Regions from separate parts of the Rattus norvegicus genome. Here region 2 is linked to region 1. A link is a contact called in public Hi-C data. All regions are on one chromosome and are shown on one strand. The core of a region is the stretch at or near the end of the contact, and the rest is flanking DNA. Distances in the headings are between cores, read along the strand shown.

Evidence for each region. Hi-C and Micro-C count contacts between places; a contact is called where the count stands out from the background.
Region 2: a Hi-C map of liver shows a contact between it and region 1, with 4 times the contacts expected there. The contact joins two enhancer-like sites. A contact is called at or near these places in 12 of 12 Hi-C or Micro-C datasets (the A7r5 cell line, the Rat2 cell line, Schwann cells and 7 more) and 1 of 1 datasets of contacts at active chromatin or transcription factors (oligodendrocytes).

Annotation. Positions count from the first base shown.
Region 1 is chr4:150,724,559-150,727,772 of GRCr8, reverse strand. No RefSeq gene overlaps it. Among named protein-coding and RNA genes, the nearest start is that of Plxnd1, 11 kb to the right of the region's middle. Within about 2 kb of position 1,767, at least 29 of the 93 cell types and tissues checked have an H3K27ac peak or open chromatin away from gene starts, as enhancers often do. A contact at or near this core is called in liver, where this site is marked.
Region 2 is chr4:150,857,923-150,861,136 of GRCr8, reverse strand. All of the region lies in intron 3 of Tmcc1 (transmembrane and coiled-coil domain family 1), which reads left to right. Among named protein-coding and RNA genes, the nearest start is that of Tmcc1, 53 kb to the left of the region's middle. Within about 2 kb of position 1,761, at least 2 of the 93 cell types and tissues checked have an H3K27ac peak or open chromatin away from gene starts, as enhancers often do. A contact at or near this core is called in liver, where this site is marked.

The DNA.
Region 1 (3,214 bases), core at 518-3,017:
ATGTGTTTCTTCAGTTCTAGAGGTAGAACTGAAGCCCAAGCAAGGTCAAGGTGCCCCTAGTCTTCTTCCCAGGCCCTCTCCTGAGCATGCAGAAGGCCGCCTTCTCACAGTCCTAACCACCTCCGTAATGACCAGTTCCCAGACACAGTCACACTCGGAGATGCTCAATTGCAATGTCACAATCGAGACAGTCACACACTGCTTTGTCTGAAAGAGGCGAGGGCCTTGGCTAGCGGAGGGAGAAGAGGAAAGGGAGGGGATGGGGCTGGGGCCACACATGGCTGCTGATGGGGTGCGTGCTCAGCTGGGCATGGAAGAGGTGGTGCTGTGGGTCTTAGGCTCAGCTCCAAGCTCTGTCTGAGGGAGATGCCAACTTCCTGACTGGCATTCTGCATACAGCAAGCACCTACTGTGTGCAGTCTGCCTCTGCGGGTCAGGGAGGCAAGGATAGGTCTAGTGTGCTGACTCGGCCCGTTCCTCCGGACCTCCTCCTCCTTCCCTTGTGGGGAACCTGACTCCCACTTGGACAAACATCTTGTGGCCATTTCCGCCTCGCCTGCCCGGAGCCCTGCCCGGCCTGAACAAACACTCAGGGCCTGTGTTTCCTGCCTCGGCTCTGGGAAAAGCCCAGCTGGGGCTGCTGAGGTCAGCCTTGGAGGAAAAGGGAAGGAGGGGGCAACTTCCAGAGCTGCCAGCACAGAACCCTGGGCTTCTGGGTCTTCTCTGAGCACAGGTCGCTGTACACAGAGCCTCCACCTGATTCTGCCATGAAGCAGGGGTGCTGGGGGTGGCTGGAAAAAGGCTCACAGCACCTTAGGACTGTTTGTGGCCAGTGCACTACCTTCCCACCCGCACATTTGTTTTGGTTCTCCTAGTGCAGTCCCTCATGCCTGTGGGATAGTGGCAGACCCCTGTCTCCCTGGGGTGACCTCAGATGGCTAGGCAGGTGCAGAACTAGTCCAGGTAAAACAGCACCAGCTGAGGATTGAATAGAGAGGCTCACAGTGTGTGTGTGTGTGTGTGTGTGTGTAGTAGTGCCATGCAACATGGTGCCAAGCCCAAATAAGAACTGGAGGCCGGGGTTGGGGATTTAGCTCAGTGGTAGAGCACTTGCCTAGCAAGCGCAAGGCCCTGGGTTCGGTCCCCAGCTCCGAAAAAAAAAAAAAAAAAAAAAAAGAACTGGAGGCCACTTGAGGTATATGTGGGGGGGGTGGGGAGGCGTCCAATGTCCTGTCCCTTGGGCCGTGCCTCCTGTCCTGTCCCTGTCACTGTGGCACCTTCTGGTCTCCTCTGTCTTCCACTAGGAATAGGTGAGGTAGGTGATCTGCACATGTCTCTCGATGGGAAATAAGGAAGAAGGGCTAGAAGACAGGAGTGCCAGCCCCTAGTGAGCCCTGTGGCTAGACAGGGTGACCCTGCTTCTAGAGCCCGTGGGTGTAGTCAGCCAGCCTAGCTGGCAAGTCTGGAATGGGGGTACGGACTGGCCAGGATCTAGGGGCAACACTTGGTGCCCACCCGCATCACCCAGGGCAAACTGGCGTGGTCACAGGGCCCCCTCCTAGGCAAGCCTACGGCTTTGCCAGAGAAAACCCTTCCCAGCTGCAGCCTGAGTTTGTTTTTGTTTTTCAAGCAGGATCTGGGAGCGGAGACAATGGGATTAATGTTATTTTTTTCCTTGCAAGCAGTTTCTCCTCATTTGGGAACTGTGGGGCTAGATTCCCACCTCAGCTTCCTTCCGGCCTGCGGAGGAGGAGGTTAGGACAGACAAGGCAGGAGGGAGGTCCAGGCCGTGTGGGGCTGAGGGAGAGAGGGGACTTGTGCTGTTCTCCCTCCCCTGAACTCATCCCTGAAGGAGCTCCTATGCTTTGAGATGGCCGCCTCTCCCAGGAAGCCCTCCCAAACTGCCCAACAGTTTACAGGTGCAGATGGCGGCATCTTCCCACTGTCCAAAAACTCCGCACTACCTTGCCCTTGGCCTGGCTAACTGACTCCTAACTCTGTCCTCGGTGTGAGACCAGATCCAGCACCATGCCTAAAGATGGATCGCTGGAAAGTCCAGCATGCAGAGGGGGCCAGGAGAGCTCCCGGGTCTTTGGGGTGCGCATGCTTGCCACAGTGCACACAGGAAGTTCAGAGGACTAGTTACGGGAGTTGGGTCTCTCCTTCCATCATATGGGTCCTAGGGATCAAACTCAGGTTACCAGGTTTGGCGACAAGCACCTTTTTATTGTCCGAACCATCTTCCAACCCTGCTGGTTTATATATTTTTTAACACAGACAATGCGTATTATTTGAAGAAAACGTAACTTCCAAACTCCCTATCGAGAGGTCACATCCTAGTTCCGTGTTGGTGGGCACTGGCCAGGCTGCCTGACTGTTTAGGACTCCATGTCTACAATGCCCCTCTTTGGGGACTAGGCCTCTTGGGCACTGCTGAAGCCACACGCTGTCCAGCTCAAGTCCTGAGACCACAGCTTCTTTGGGAAAAGGGTGACAGCTCACAGCCAGGGGGAACTGAGACTACAGGAGTAGGGGTGGGTGACATGGACACAGTGGGGAAGTGAAAGTCATTCTGTCATTCTTAGGCTGCCACAGCTGACGCACACTGCCCACCATCTGGGCTGCGGGCCGTTAGCAACTCCCTTTACACCCAGCAAGATCTACCCTGGGTGTCCCAGGCTCGTACAGGAAGACAAGGTGGTCTTGACCTCCAAAGGCCACTATGTGTGGAGAGCAGGGGTGGGGAGGAAGGGGCTTTGCAGCTACAGCTCTCTGGACTTGGTCACAGACAAGGCAGCTAAGGCTTGAGAGGGAAGGGAGAAACTGAGGCTTGGCAGGGGAGCATTTGACTGGCTGTTTCCAGATGGTAGATGAGAGCTGAAGCAAAAACAGCCCTTGCCTGGCCCCACACCTTGCAGTGGCCCCTGGGGCCTGGAGGATGCGACCGCTCAGAGGATGCAGCTGCTTGGAGGATGCAGCTGTTTGTCCATGTCGCGTCGCAGGGACAAGTCTCCTCTTAGGTCTCTAACGCAGGGCCAGCAACGCATGCTGCAGTAAACCCAGCCTGCAGCAATTCCGGACACAGTGAATTGGGTTGGAGGAAGAGGCTGGCAATCACCCTTGTCCTCCCCATGGGCCCCAGGTGTGGGCAGATGTTAGAGCCAGTGTCACCTCTGGGGCCTGCGGGCCTCCTGTTTTGCTGGGGAGAGGGCCT
Region 2 (3,214 bases), core at 512-3,011, 130 kb before region 1:
GATTAGTCATACTCTTGGTCCACAGACATATGTGCAGGCAAAAGAGAATAAATAAACCTAAAAAACATTTTTAATGAGGTAGTTAGGGTTTAAGGAAAATTCAAACTTCTTCATGACCAGAGTGCTAGTAAACAGTTACTAAAAGTTCTTGCTGCCTTTTCCATAGCATGGATAGTTTAATATTGGCTGTTTTTATTATACATCTAATGTAGATATGTTCAGAAGGTATGGAAGATCTTAGAAGGAAGTAAATTGGCAAAAATTTAAATGAGCTACAAACTAATTTTCCCAAAACAACAAAAAAGTCAAAAATTGATCTTAAGTAATTGACATAAGGTTTGAGACCTGATAATTACTTTTTAAAAAGAAACTTAGGTAAAATTGAAAACTTTGTTTCCAATTTGTTCTATTTACAATCAAAAAAGTCATAGTGAAATTGCCAGAAAGCCACTACTGCTTCCCCTCAAACAGTGTGTATATATAGAAAAAACTATTGTTGGCTGATTTATTTTTGTTCTTTATATCTTGCATTTGAAAATTTACAATGGGGCAGTGTCCCCTGGGAACATTCTTTTAGTATCTCACCTTAAATATCAATTGATGTTAAAGAAAATGGAAGAAAACACAAATAGATATACAAATATGTTCTTAAAGTAAAACAGAAGCATTCATACTTCTTTATAATCCTCGTTTCTGCAACTGGTCATGTAGCCTTAAGTGATATTATACCTACCTTCCTCTACTACCCATTCTGTATTTCCTCCACCCTCTGCAAGCCCCTCAGCAGGCCTTGGCTCTTTTCCTGTAGGAGTGACCCATATTTTCATTCCTTATGGGTCTGTGTCCTTTGTCATAATACTTGGATTAGGCTGTTGTAGTTTTCCATTGACTTTAATCATAGGATATGGTAGCACTAAGAAATACCCTAAGGGATCTCCTGCACTCCAGACATAATCCTTCTTACCTCCATTGTGGAGAGGCAGTACAATTTCCCCATGGTAATCTGGATCTATCACTTCTCCTGATACTGCTATTACTTTCTTAGCCTGGTTTAAGGGCATTAAAAGCCCAAAATGGCCAGGGGGAAGTCTGAACTTCCAGTTCAATGGAATGTTTGTTGTGACTCCTGGTAGGAGCACTCCCCCTTCTGGAACCAAACCTTCTAGGCCAGCAGAACCTAGGGTTGTGGGAACAGGAAGCAAAAATTTTCCTAGAGGGTTACTAGGAGTGATAGTGAGTGGAACTATTTATCCCCTTTTCCACCCCTTGATTCCTGGACCTGTTGATCCTGGAAGAAACTGTACCATATATTCAAACCATATACTACCTTCTGAAGAACTCTGCCCAGATCTCCATGCCACTGCCACCCAATTGGCACTATAACTGAGTCTTCAAAAGGCCATTTCATCTTTCTATCAGACCATCTGCTTCAGGAGGGTGGGGAACATGGTAAGACCAGTGGATTCCATGATTGTGGGCCCACTGTCACACTTCTGGTTGTGAAATGAGTTCCTTGGTCAGAAGCAATACTGTGTGGAATACCATGATTATGAATAAGGCATTCTGTAAGTCCATGGATGGTGGTTTTGGCAGAATCATTACATTCAGGAAAAGCAAATCCATAACCAGAATAAATATCTACTCCAGTAAGAAAGAATAAAACGTCCTTTCCATAGAGGAAGTGGTCCAATGTAATTAACCTGCCACCAGGTTGCTAGCTGGTCATCTCCAGCAGTGGTGCAATATCTGTGGCTCAGTATTGATCTTTGCTTTTGGCAGATCTGGCATTCAGCAGCAGCTGTAGCCAGGTCAGCCTTACTAAGTAGAAGTTGGTGTTGTTGAGCCCAAGCATAACCCCCATCTCGGCCACCATGGCTATTTTGTTCATGTGCCCATTGAGCAATGACAGGAACGGTTGGGGAAAGAGGCTGACTGTCTCCACAGAATGAGTCCTCTTATCCACTTGATTATTTAACTCCTCCTCAGCTAAAGTCACCTTTCAGTGAGCATTGACATGGCACACAAATATCTTCACATCCTTTGCCCATTTGGAGAGGTCTATCCACATACTTCTTCCCCAGATATCTTACCAATTTTCCAATCATGATCTTTCCAAGCCCCTGACCATCCAGCCAATCCATTGGCTACAGCCCATGAGTCAGTGAACAATTGTACATCTGGCCATTTCTTTTTCCAAACTGTAACACCATGTGTATGGCCTGAAGTTCTGCCCACTGTGAAGATTTTCCAGGGTTGTCCTGGAAAGGGGTTGTAATGCTTCAGCTGTCCACTTCTGGGTGGTGCCCACATAACATGCAGAGCCATCAGTGAACCAGGTCCTAGTCTTCTCTTCTTCAGTCAGCCGATCACAGGGAACACCCCATGAGGCTATAGGTGCATACTTCGCAGCAGATGGCATTGTAGCAGGAATAGAGACCATAGGCATTTGAACAATTTCTTCACGTAACTTGCTTATGCCTTCAGGACCTGCTTGGGCCCGGTCACTTACATACCACTTCTATTTAAATAGACTGCTGTTGTACCAACTTCTGTCTTAGTTAGGGTTTTATTGCTGTGAATAGACACCATGTCCAAGGCAAAAGTCTTTTATAAAGGACAACATTTAATTGGGCTGGCTTACAGGTTCAGAGGTTCAGTCCATTATCATCAAGATGGGAGTATAGCAGCATCTAGGCAGGCATGGTACAGGCAGAGTTGAGAGTTCTACACCTTCACCTGAAGGCTGCTAGTGGAAGACTCTCTTCCAGGTAACTAGGTTGGGGGTATTTATAAGCCCATCCCCACAGCGACATACCTACTCCAACAAGGCCACCCCTTAATAGGCCACTTCTTGGGCCAAGCATATATAAACCACCATAGCCACTGCTACAGTTCCTGTGGAGAAGTGCATTACTCTTAACAGAAGATCATTCCTGCCTTCTCTATGTGCATCTGAGGGTATGATTTCTAGAACTTCGGTTTAAAGGAAACCTATTAGAACATGCATAATCCTCTAGCGCTCACGTGGTTTATTAATTAAAAAAAAAAAACCTCATAGTGTATAAGGTCACTGTGCAAACGGATGTTGAAATAACCCTTTTATAGCATAGGATAGAACAACTTGCAGGTGTTATTTCTTTCCTTTCACTATAGGTTCCTACCATTAAAGTCAAATGGTCATGTTTGGTGGTAAGGACCTTTATCTAATGAGCCA